Linked DNA regions of Mus musculus: region 2 is linked to region 1. Evidence: chromatin contacts called from public Hi-C data. All regions are on one chromosome and are shown on one strand. Each heading gives the region's core, a stretch centred on a gene start, on an enhancer-like site or on the middle of the called end of the contact. The rest is flanking DNA. Distances are from core to core; before and after follow the strand shown. Region 1 holds the start of Vps50 (VPS50 EARP/GARPII complex subunit). Region 2 holds the start of Sem1 (SEM1, 26S proteasome complex subunit).

What was found. A called contact is a pair of places that touch in the nucleus more often than the background predicts.
Region 2: a contact with region 1 is called in a Hi-C map of rod photoreceptor, with 8 times the contacts expected there. The contact joins the promoter of Sem1 here to the promoter of Vps50 in region 1. A contact is called at or near these places in 2 of 484 Hi-C or Micro-C datasets (muscle stem cells and rod photoreceptor).

The regions. Positions count from the first base shown.
Region 1 is chr6:3,494,252-3,500,616 of GRCm38.p6, forward strand. Vps50 (VPS50 EARP/GARPII complex subunit) reads left to right here and starts at 4,142. Exons shown (of 28, transcript NM_024260.5): 1 at 4,142-4,304. The coding sequence starts at 4,272. Hepacam2 (HEPACAM family member 2) reads right to left here and starts at 247. Exons shown (of 10, transcript NM_178899.5): 1 at 149-247. The coding sequence starts at 227.
Region 2 is chr6:6,575,351-6,581,651 of GRCm38.p6, forward strand. Sem1 (SEM1, 26S proteasome complex subunit) reads right to left here and starts at 3,308. Exons shown (of 3, transcript NM_009169.2): 1 at 3,129-3,308. The coding sequence starts at 3,204.

The sequences.
Region 1 (6,365 bases), core at 2,892-5,391:
TGTCCTTCAATTATCTGAGAAAATCTACAGCCCTAAGCAAATATTTACCTTATGCCTACAAAAAAAAAAAAAAATCCACAAAGAAAGCCAACAAAACCCCAAAACTCAAACCCCAAATACCTAAAAGCCAGCTCGCGCAGGCCCTTACCTATAAGAAGAAGGTGTATTTTGCAAAGAGAGAGCCCAACCATGCTTCTGAGAAGCTCCATAAAAGCATCCTGTCCCATGCATGCGGCGCCCTGTTCTCAGTGGCAAGTTGGTTCATGGACCAGCAGCTGCTGGTTTATTTGCTAGGGAAATTAGCAGTGAGGTAACAGACCCTAGCCTGCCTCTTGCTTCTGTGATTTGAATACAGAATGAATGTGTATACAAAGGACACAGGCAGTAGGAACACCTGTTATATGTTCTGCGAGAACACAGGGCTGTGGCTTTCAAATAGTTTCTTGGTGATTCTCAGTAATTTTTCAGTATTGCTTTATAAATTATACTGAGTTATTCACAATAAGAAGGAGGAAGATACTCTCTTTGCGTGGCCTCGTGATAAATAAAACCCAGATCTACTTTCTTATCATGAAAAATTATGCCATTATTTTGAAATTTGAAAAAAATACTTTCTATGAAAATTGAAGTACTTTATGAATTTCCTAAGTAGCCATTTTTCTTCACAAAATTATCATGTGAATTATCATGTAAAGACTGTACCAAAGAACCAAAACAGAGTATTAGAGATTTTTTGTGTTTTATTTTCTATTACAAATGGCTGTGATGGTTTTATTGGATCTGTGTATTCATCTCACTTTCTTAAAAAAAATAAATCACATGTCGTTTGCAAGTGGAGCTGAGGCATACATTTTACATAATGACAGTGTGTAGCACACAGCAACAGATAGTACTTGGGGTCATATTTTCTCAGCTCAAGCTTAGAGGAAGTGAACTAGTAACCATTAAAATCTTGCTTGTGTGTTCTGGCTGCATCTTCTAGCTCTTTTCAGTGCCATGAAGTAGGTGGGCTGAGAACTTTGCTTAATTCAGTAAGTTCCAAGAGAGCTATTGTTTGTAAGAAGGCTTTGGTCCACACTTTCTGCATGGAATGGAACATATCTAGAAACATTTGACCTGAAGCTAGTAGAATTCTCAATATAAGTAATTTTTAACAGGATAGTCTCACTGAAGAAATTCAGTGATTAGAGTGTGGGAGTGAAGGAAGGCATGGTTTTTCATTTTAACTGCTTCAAAGAAGACTGTTATTCAAATATTATTTAAAAATTAAAAAAAGAACAATTGTTATTCTGGAGAACAACTTTGGAAATACTCTTGATGTCAATGTTCCCAACTTGTTGAAGATGTGTCTAAAGGCAAAGACACTACTGTTGGGAAACCTGAGTTCTTTATACAGTTCAGTTGCTTTATAATGCTTCACACCTCAGAAATATGTCAAGGGCATCCTCAAGCCCAGGCAATGACTACAAGTTTCTCCACACCCTCTAAATTCTGCACACATACATATTCACTTCAATGTATTTACTTAGATATATACTTTCCTTCTCAGATCCTTGACTACAGCGAACAATCTTAGTCATTGACATCCAAGCATAATTCTCATTTTTCTTAACATGTTTCCCCAGAAATAAACCCCTGTGCTCTTTAGTCTATGTTGTCTGCTCCTTAGCCATTCCTTAAGAATTTCACACAAATTTTCATAACAGACTGCACAACATCCAATTGGAAAAAAAAAAACCCATAGGATTTAAATAGATACCCCACAAGCTCCTTCACTCCATTTAGATCATTCTTCATATTGATCAAATAAGATCATTCTTCATATTGTCCTTAAACTAAAAATGGCTTATTATGAGAGTTCCAGGATCCTTGGTAAGATGTGGGAAACGAAGACAGTATGGAGGGGTGCCCCTAGTATCAAATATATAGCATTTAAAGGACTTACGAATATTCCAGTATTTTCCACATTTTATATTAAAATGCCAACTTTTGTGACAGAAAGAAATAGTAGGTATTTTAATAAGGACTTAGATACAAGAACGATCCATTTTTGTGCTCTTTTCCCTGTTATTATATACATTCAAATTTTTGCATTATATGTGTGGTTTGTACAAGAACTGTTCACATTAACCATGCGCCCTCTAGTGGTTTGCTGGTAAATATAACTGTTTGTGACAGTACTGGTGAATCAGGAGTTGAACATTGAAATCATACAGGCAAATTTAACTTCAAGAGCTCCCAAAATGACAGAATTCCTAAAATAGTTCCAAAGAGTTTTCTAAGAAAAGGAAAATTCTCCCAGAAATATGGCATCACTTGGAGGCAGTGGCAGGGAGATCTCTGAGCTTGAAGCCAGCCTGAGCTATATAATGAGATCTCCTCTGGGGTTGGGAGGTGGGGTTGGGTTGTCTTAACACAGTATTTCATAGCACAGTTGATAATCTACCATCTGCTTCTGTAATAAAAAAAAAAAGGTCCCATATCCTCGACTGTTTACTCACCTTAGTTATATTTGCATTAAAATGAATGCACTAAAACCATTTCTGTGCATAACGATTACATTAATATAAGGAGTCACTGAAAGTGTGTGGGTGATGAGGGCAGGACTGCTTTCTGGTCTTGCCAATCACACATGGTTTACTGTTCATTTACATTATTGGGCTGGTTTTGTTGTACACAGTGAGCAAGCATCTACTACAAGCATTTCAAGCAGCTGTAATCTTTAATACAGACCCCTTCATATCTGTAGAATTATTTACACTAGGAGAATCAATTGGGGGAAATCCTCAAGATTACATGAATGGTTGTATCTAAGGTGAACTAACTTTGTAATTACATTGCTCCCAAAGAGAAGTGCATCTGCAGGAAAAGCCAGCCACTAGAGGAGGCAACTGCATAGGCGATTTCTGAGCTAGTGTCCAACCCTCCATACAGTCAAGTTTATGCTTTGCTTTTATAATAAAAACATTAGTTATTAGTTTTTATAATACGTTAAACTAATGTAGTTAAAAGGCACTGGTGTCCTGATTTAGGAGTCACTCCTCAGCATAATACCGGGAACCTTTAAGCATTTAAGTCATCAGTTTATACGTCTAACAATCTTAGGTAAGTATCTTAACTTCTCCATGCCTGTTTCACCATTTTTTAACATGAAGATGATGGTAACTCCAGAAGATGTTCATGCATACGAGCTTGCGGGTGTGTTTCTTGTGTTTTTCTTTCTTTCCTTTTCAATCTTTTTGTTTGTTTGTTTGCATGTTTTGTTTTCTAGAGGGAGAAAGAAAGAAGGTGCGTGGAAGCAAGTGTGGCGGTAGGGGCAGATCTAGGATGAGTTGGGGGAGGGGAGACCTGATCAGAACATATTGTATGAAAAATTGTAGTACAAAAACAAAACAAAACAAGGAAAAGATGCTCATGTAGATAAATGCATAAGGTCATACACATGAAGCCATTAACAAAATTTCTCCCAATTCGTAAGTTTTCATTGTTACCTATTGTTATTAGCTCTGGGTTTGCTGCCCCCCACAGCAAAGTTACCCCGTTACTTTCTCCTTTATACTACTAATAACAAGATCAGGGCTTTAAAGTGACAAGTGCCCTCATACTTACTGACATCTGCCTCGACTTGCCTTTGCTAAAGCAGGTAGAAAAATGATAGGTGGGGTAGACGAAATCCTTTGATTTTTCTAGAGCGTTTTCAGGAAATGCCAAGAATGAAGAAGAACCTACGGCTGGCCATCAGTATCTTAGGGGTCCTGCCTCCCACTTTCCTCAGGGCACACCCAGAGCCACTGGGAAATTCCTTGTCTTAAGTCACCTTTCCAAGTGCTCTTTATGGAGGTCAATCAGTCTCTTTCCTCGCCTCTCTAGCCCAGGTGTGCTTTCTCTTGCACTCCTAGAGGGCATCTTGTCAAAGTGGACTATCTACAGACGCTTCAGAGTTGTTTAGTTCAGTGGCCAGACTACCTAAGTCATAGGTATTCGCCTCGCCCAACGCTCTTCCAAGTCCAGGTAGTGGCTCTGGAACAGAAGGAGTCCCAGTTCATTGAAGCGACTGCTTCTTGGGAAATGTAGTACTGAAGTTGGCCTCCTCCTTTGATTGCAGCCGGAAAACTACATTTCCCGTCATGCTCGGGGAAAGGAAGGCTGACCCAGGCGGGCAGCTCCACGTGACGACTCACTATGGCTTCCCTGTGTTGTAGCCGGCTGTCTGGTGGGATTATGTGATTTGTTACTTCTCCGAGGCAGGGTAATTGTCTCTCGACTTCGACATGCAAAAAATCAAATCTCTCATGACCCGGCAGGTGAGTTCTGTTTTCTGAACTAAAGAGCTTCCCGCTCCCGGCTGTGAGAGGCGCCGAGACGCCCAGTTCCTTGGTGGCGGCGGGCGTAGGCTTAAGTTATAGTGGGTGGCGGGGCTCAGGGGTGTTGGGCAGCTAAGTAGTACACTGGAAATCTCAACTGAGCCTCCTAGATCCGACCTCGACTCCTTGAAAGAAGTGTCTTCCTACAAACATTTCGTTTAGACAAAGCCAATCAGGGAGCTGGGCTGTCTTTGTACCTTCTCCTTTGCTTTAGTTTCCTTTCCAGGACAGCCTTAGCTGCTTTGCAGCGTCCCCCTCGTCCTCACTGGTGGTCGTTTGCCAGTAGGTGCCCTGGAAAGTGAGGTGGGGTCTGTGCAGTAGAGAAAACTCGAAAGAGCAAGGGTGAAGGCAAAGGGCTGTTTGTAGCCAACATTGGTAGTGTTGTGGATTGGCAGTAACTCTCCAAACTTGTAGCTGTGTTTTTGGATTTAAACATGGGAATGACAATTCCTTTTCTATCCCCCTCCCATCTCAAAGTATCGCATTGTAAGTCACCAGTAAGCTAGTATATGTCAGCATTCTTTGTGTATTGCTACTTAAAAAATAAAATTCTGACAAAGAATTTTTTTTTTCAGAATGATAATTCAGGAATAAGACTGGTACTATATCTTGTCTCACATATGTTAGAGCTTCCTAATACTGTGTCTCAACTTCCTTCGAGGAGTTGAAGAAATGTATGTTTTTTTTAGGTATTTATTGATCATTTTATTTCAGAAACCTTTGTTTTGACTGTAGCATTTTTAGCTACTGAAACATAATTAGAATTTTTCTTTGTTTTAATAAGAAAGAAGTGCAATTTAGATGAGTTTTAAAATCATTGTGGCTTAGAAATGTTGGTAGAGTCCTTTCTTTAAAGCTTCACTTATAATTTCTTTTTCTTAACAAGAGAACAGAAGACTTCTTGTCCTGCTTGAGGATTCAAAGTGTCAGCAGTAGTGGGACAGACACTTGTAATTTCTTATAGACAGTACGTACGTGATCCTTGCATAATGCTTTTCTTTTTCTTGATTTGAGTCGAGAAACTAGGAAAAAATTTTCTATGAATAATAAAACAAACAAGCAGGGGGCAGAGGCACTTAGCAGCCTTTCACGTTGTTGGACACTGGCGCTGTGCGTCTTGCTGCTTCTTACTTGAGAATAGGTTTGGAGGCTGCTCCATCCTGAGGTGAGAGGAGAGGGAGCAGACACTCAGGAGCCCCTCAGATTTGGATGACTACATTCTGGTTTTGCGTTCTGTCTCCTTGGTCTTGCCTGTTAAGCAGCATAGTCCATTGTCTGCCATACAGCTTATAAATACCTTGGGCTGCTGCATTTGGGTTTTTTCTTCCTAAGGTTGGTGCTCTCCTTAAATTCCAAAGAATTCCAGAGAACTGGTGATAATATATCCATAATGTTTGTAAATGTAATGCTGACTCTGCAGAAAGTGTGAATTCTTAAGCCTCACACAGTTTACTGAATTATAGTAGGTTATATCTGTAGTTAGTTGGAGAAAAAAAATCTTTAGAACGTATACAAGAAACTACTGTATAAATAATAGTAATGTAAAGTTAACAGGTTTATGCAAATGTGTGGCCCTAATTATATATGTTTAAAGCTCAATTTATACATATATTATTATTGTGCTGTTGATGTATATTAAAGAGATGAAATTCTGATTTATGAAAATTTAATTTTATTTGGGTTCTCTCTCTCTCTCTCTCTCTCTCTCTCTCTGTCTCTCTGTCTCTGTGGCTCGATTGCTCACCATTTTGATTGTTCTTTGCAGAACGTTCACAGGGATGGGTGCCCTTAGTTAGCTGGCCTTATGTAGATGAGACCTGTGACTCATCGTTCCTCACTATGCTGGCTTCTGTTCATTCAGTTTTGTCAAACTGAATTGAGTGTTGTGGGCCAGGCACTATTCCAGCAGATTTGGGAGAGGCAACAATGAATAGAATAGACAGTGAGTGCTAAGGAAGACTTGGTGAGGGAAATGTTTCAGGGAAATGTTTGAGGAGAAGG
Region 2 (6,301 bases), core at 2,058-4,557, 3.1 Mb after region 1:
AGCTTCAATTTTATAACCCACTCTGTAACCACCAAACTAACCTGCATGGATACAATTTGAAATGTTCTCACAAAGTTATTACCTGGGTCTAACACTCTTTCTGAAGGCCTCCAGAAATATATTAAAACCAGCCATATCAAAACTTTCGATCTGAATGGCTCCCTTACAAAGCCTATTCTCACTCGGCATAAACAACTAGAAATTGTGTAGAATACATTACACAAAGATTCTAAACATGATTTTGTAACAGCTCCCTCTGAATGTCCATTATAGTACATACCCACCAATTAGAATAATTTTAAGGAATTGCCAATGGAGCAGATTCAGACTAAACAAGGGAACTAGGGGGATAAATGGAACATTTGTTCCTTTGTACCTTCAGCGACTCATTCCAGATGTTATACTTCACACTGAAGAAGAGCTATTCAATGAAACAATGAGGTCTCCACGCAAACATTAACTTATGGTTTCTCTTCAAAATAAAATTTATCTTTCTTTAAGATCACTAAATTGAAATTCCATCTAGCAGGTTCTTATCTGGGAGGAGCTGTAGCAACAACATTCCCGAAAGACAAACTATGAAAACAATTTAATGACTTGCCTGTGACAAGCTCCACAGTGTACAGTCTACACACAGCCCAGAGAGTGGCCAGCCCCACTTTGGCACACTCTCAAGTAACAAGACTCTTGCAGTAAGACATCCTATAAATGGCACAGATAACTCCAGATTGGTCTAACAAGAAAATGATTCATTTACTCTATTAGTGAGTTTGCCAATTTTTCGTAAAAAGCAATCATAAGAAAAAGTGAGTTTTCCGAAGGGAAAGCACTTGAAAGTAAATCTGGGTATAAAAAAACTTAAAAGACAACTCAAATACTGAAGGATTCAAATTCTAAGAGGTGTTTCTAACATCTTCCCAAATAATGCAAATGCCAAGACTGGTGGTCCATGAACCACATGTCAACAGCAACAGAGAATCTGTATCAGAACAACACCAAAAAATAGGAAAGAACATGTTTACTCTAAAACAAAAAAGGTCTTCTGGGTTTTTTTTCTTTTTCAGATTTTATTTCTTTCATTTAGTTTTTAATCAAAGATTTTAATTTGTAAATATTCACTAATTTTACCCAGTGAATTAATCTTTATATACAGCAAAAATCTTCCTAATATGAATTAAGGCTATGTATCTGTTAACTAAGGAAGAAACACACATGCATAACAAATCATTTAAAATGTTACTTCTCATTCTAAATATAAAGATTCCCCAAGGAACTAGACTCTATACACTCTAACCAAGACAACAAATTTGGAAGATCATTAAATGACACCGTCCTTACACTAAATCTTTTGTGCGTTCTTTTGTCTTTAGACTCTTTGCTTTTCCTTAACATCGATGAGATGTTTAAACATAATACAACTGTCAACACACTCAACAGACTACTGCTCAAAATACAGGCTCTAAAGGACAGACAGTACACTAAAGTTGACAAAAGGTGCTGAAAAACATCTAGTACATCATCAAGCTGACAGTTACCTCTAAATTCTTTCCTAGGTTCTCAGCTATCTAGTTATTTTAAATAGAGACTTGCACTAAAGGTGAGGGTTAAAGTCTGGGTGGGTGCACTGGTCAGAAAGACCTTTTAGATTCTGAGTTAGAGACTTAATGGCAAGAATTTATCTTTATTTTTTAACACGTGAACTCTATTGCTTCAAGATTAGATGCTTGACTCTACAATGCAAAGCAAGTGTCTTAACCGTGCAGCTTGTATGTAATAAGGGATAAGGACCATCTGAAACAAGTAGTTGGAATAAGAAATCTAACCTGCCCTCACTTAGCCAATTCTACCACAAAGCTCTGTTACAGGATTATTAATGAACCTGAAAACAAAACATCAGACTGAACAAATAAATTTATTACCAAAACAAAAGGTAAACTATCCCATCATATATTATAGACTCCTAACTCAGAGGAAATATATCTTCTGAATTGGTTTATGAGGTTGCATAATATACACACTAATGTTCTCTTTCACTAAAACTAAAACACTACATTATACTTAGACTAAACGTTCCTGTGATGTGATTTTATGCGCATTGAGATCATGGTGGGGTAACTAAGTACAATTTTTGTCAAGTGATAATTGCTTGATGCCACGTATGTGCACATGACTAACCACAATTCTCTTCCTATGGTCTTCATGGAGACACAGTCTAACTCACTTTTTAGAAACAAGGTAAAATATTTGGGAAATCTACTCAAAACAATTAGCCAATAAAGTAATCAATTTGAAAAACTAATATGGCAAAAAGAGGCCTAGCAAACAGAAGATAACTGCTGAAGTTAAGGACTTTGGTGTAAATTAAGGCGTCTCAGTTTCACCATTTCCGGACAGTGTTGACACTGGGCCTGTTTCTCCATTGTTCCAAACTTCTGTTTCCTTACGTGAATAATAGTAAGTACATTAATACCTACTTCCTATATTTGTGGAAATGGATTGTGCCAATAGAAGCGAAGCACTCACGTTCCCAAGATCATAGCAGGCTCTTCCAACATTAGCTATGTTATTACCTACAATGAGAAAACTAAAGCATCCCTAGCATTGAAGTTAGTTTCGAAGGCAGATGGTTAAGACTTTTATAAAGCTTGGGTTAATTCACGTGACCGTAAATGGAGAGAAGCAGAAATTGAGGCAAAATCTGTAATGAATACAACACACACGAACGACTCTATCATCCCACTTCTCGGGGCTCATTCGCGCTATCCGAGAGGTACACAGCACTGGCTGCCCTGGGCAACAGTGGGACTCTGAAGTTTACTACCAAGGGGAGGCTTGGAAACCGAAGCAAAACAAGAGACTGTGCAGATGCGGAGAGTCCCGGGTTGAAGTTAAAGGGCCACAAGCTCGCAGCACCGTGGGCCCAGCTTCACCTGGTTCCTCCCAGCGACGAGGCGCAAAACACTGGGCCGCGCCATGAAGCGACGGCTACCGGGACGCGGAGGCCGAGGCCGGGGCCCCCGGAGGCCGCGCCCGGATCCGCGCTGCTGGGCCCAGCTCATTCCCGCAGAGAGCAGGCCCGGCGCCGCCCCACCGGAGGCCCCAGGCCCAGCGCGCGGCCTGGCGGTTACCTTCCGCGGGAAACTCCTCGAACTCGTCGTCCTCTTCCAAGAGACCCAAGTCGACCGGCTGCTTCTTTTCGGACATCGCGCCGCGCCAAGACCCAAGCTGCTCGGACCGGCCGCAAAGTCGGAAGCCTCAGTACTCCGGAGGCGCCGATCCTGACAACGCCGGCGCAACCATAGAGACGAGAGGGAAAGAGCTGCGGGGCAGCGCGAGGAATGCTGGGACAGCGAAGGTCCTCCCAGAGCGTCCTGCGGTTGTAGTAGGTCCTCCCGTCTTGAAACAGTGAACTGTTTTGTTTTATAGTGTGTTCGTTCGTTTTATTATTCATATAGTTGCCTACGTGTGAAAGATTTACAGTGTATTAAATTACTAAAGGCCATTATTTAGCTTACAATCACTAACAGAAATCTGGAAAGATAAAGTAACATAAGTTAAGAGCTTATTACATTATTCCACTACTCAAACCTAGCCTTGAGCATGCTGTTAAATATCTCCACATCACAGGGAACCCGGGACCAAAGGCAGCCAGAGGCACTCATATGCTAGACAATTCTGACTGTCCTCCAACCTTTCCTTTGTGCTGTGCTCCTTGACCTTACAATTGTGTTCCGTAGGGTTTCTGTTCTAACTAGTTGACAGGTTGATGTAAAAAATAAACAAGTAAAAAAAAAAAAAAATGATGTAACGTTGTACTGTTGTTCAAAAGATATGATTTGGTTTTGCTTTCTTTGTTTTAATTGTGACCCATGGAAAAGAACAAGACAATGAAAGATAGGAGAAAAGTTAGTGTCTAACCACACAGTAACACGTATTTGCCAGGCTAATAAATCTGTGTTCTATTGCATCTAAAGGGCTCTTATATGAGGTACTTAATTTCTCTTTAGTATAATTTATTTATTTTCAGCACCACACTTAAGGCTATACATATAACACACATAGTTACAGGTGCAAGAATAACTCTATTTGATATATAAAAATTGAAGAAGGTCTATAAGCCCTACTACTGAGGAAGTTGGGGCAGAAGGCATCCTTGGATACAATGAGTGTAAAATCAGGCTGGACAACTTAGTGAAACTGTGTCCCTAAATTAAAAGTAAACAGAGGGCTAGAAATATATCCCCAATGGCTCACTACCCCGTGCCAGAGAATTTTTAAAAAAACATGGGAAAAATGTTTGAACAATTTATGGATATAAATATGAATATTGTATGTTTTTTTAAAAAGATATATCAGAAAGTAGAAAGTGGAACATATTTTGTAAAAAATACTTTATTTTATACAAACACTCTTTCCTAATTCCATTTCCATTGCTATGATAAAATACCCCGGCAAAAAAGCAGCTCAGGGGAGAAAAGCTCATTTGGCTTATAATTCTAAGTTGTACTCCATCACTGCAGGAATGTCAAGGAAGAAACTTGAAGCCGCTCTCACATCCACAGTCAAGAGCAGAGAATAAATGTGTGCTTGCTATTTGGGTGCATCGCTGTCTCTAAGCTTACACAGTCCAGGATCCCTTGCCTAGGGAATGGCTAGCCCATAGTGGGCAGGCCTTTCCATTCCAATTAATGTAATCAAGACAGTGAGTGATAGATATGACCATAGAATAACCCAATAGTGGTTACCTCTCATTGAGACATTCTTCCCAGATGATTTCATGTGCCAAATTAACAATTAAAACTAATCATTACACTATGATTAGTTTCCTGGTCAAATATTTATTCTTTCTAGATCTTTAAGATTAACTCACCCTGAAGTAAAACCGGAATGTCTTAAGAAATAGGGACTCTTCCCTAGTCAAGTGCACTCTGGATACTTGAAGCTAGCTCTACTGGGATTTTATTCCTATTATGGCAACAAGACAACATGAGATCCCTATAAAGTGTTTTATATTGGGGGGAGGGGGGTTACATCATAAATTAAAAAAAAAAACTTTTATTAACAGTAAGTATGTCATACAATGTATTTTGATCATTTGGTCAATTCCAAGTCCTTTTCCTGACTCCTCAAAGAACGATTCTACCTCACTCCCCAATTTTGTGTCGTCCTTTTCATTTTAACAACTCCTCACCTTCAGTTTGCACTGTCTGAATCCGCCTGGATGTAGGGCCATCCATTGTTGATTATGTAGAAGCGAAACCTTCAAAGAAAACTGACTCTCTTTGCCCCAGGAACCATTAGCTGCCCATAGTTTCTCAGTTTGAAGTGCTTCCCCTTCCAGCTGATGCCTACCCGACGGACTGGTTCTTGTGCAGGCAAACAGCTATTTTGAGATCAATAAGTACAGCAGTCCTGTCATGTTCAGAAGGCACTGTTTAGCTCTAGTCCTCTGTGACCTTCGGCTCTTACAATTTGTCCACTTCTTCTATGATAGTTTTTGAACCTTGGGGAGGAGGTGTGACATAGACGTCCCACTTGTGGATGAGCATTCTGCTGACACTTTAACCTGTTTCTTTGACCAGGGACTGTCTGTCCCAGCTTGGGGTTCTTGGCTAGATTGGCAATGTCCGGGATATGTTTTCTTCTGTGAGCAGGCTTCAATCGCATCAGAAATAAATTGGTTACCTCCATGCCATTGGTGGCACTCTTGTACCCGGGGGCATACCTTACCGCACTGTTCATTACTGAATCTCACAGCATTTACAGCTAGGTAAGACTGCCACCTGACATCTTCCACCCAACATCTTACATAACACCTTCCCGTCTCATGAAAGCAGCCAGCAGGAAGGGAGCTTCGTCTCCACACTAAGTGGATTTCTCCACATCTTGTCACCAGGGGCATCTTAGTTTTATGGCTGAACTTTTTTTTTTTAAATCGATAAACCAGTAATGGCATTTGAAAGCACAGGCAGCTCTCTTAAGAGAGGAAGGTGTTTGTTTTTAGAGGGGTCTTTAGTAAGACATAGTTGTAACCCTTCCTGGCTTGGAACTCAACATGTAGACCAGACTGTGCTGCAAGTCACAGACCTCCACCTGCCTTGCCTCCTAAGTGCTGGAATTAAAGGTATGAGCCACCATGTCCAACATTCTTGATGTTCTGTTATACAGCAAATTTCTAGAAATTACTCATTATATAATAAAATTTTCAAAGAATTAATGTTTTTAAAATTAAGGTTTCAAATACCCTCTCTAAAATGCTGTTTTGTTTTGTTTGTTTTTTTTTTTTGTTTTGTTTTTGTTT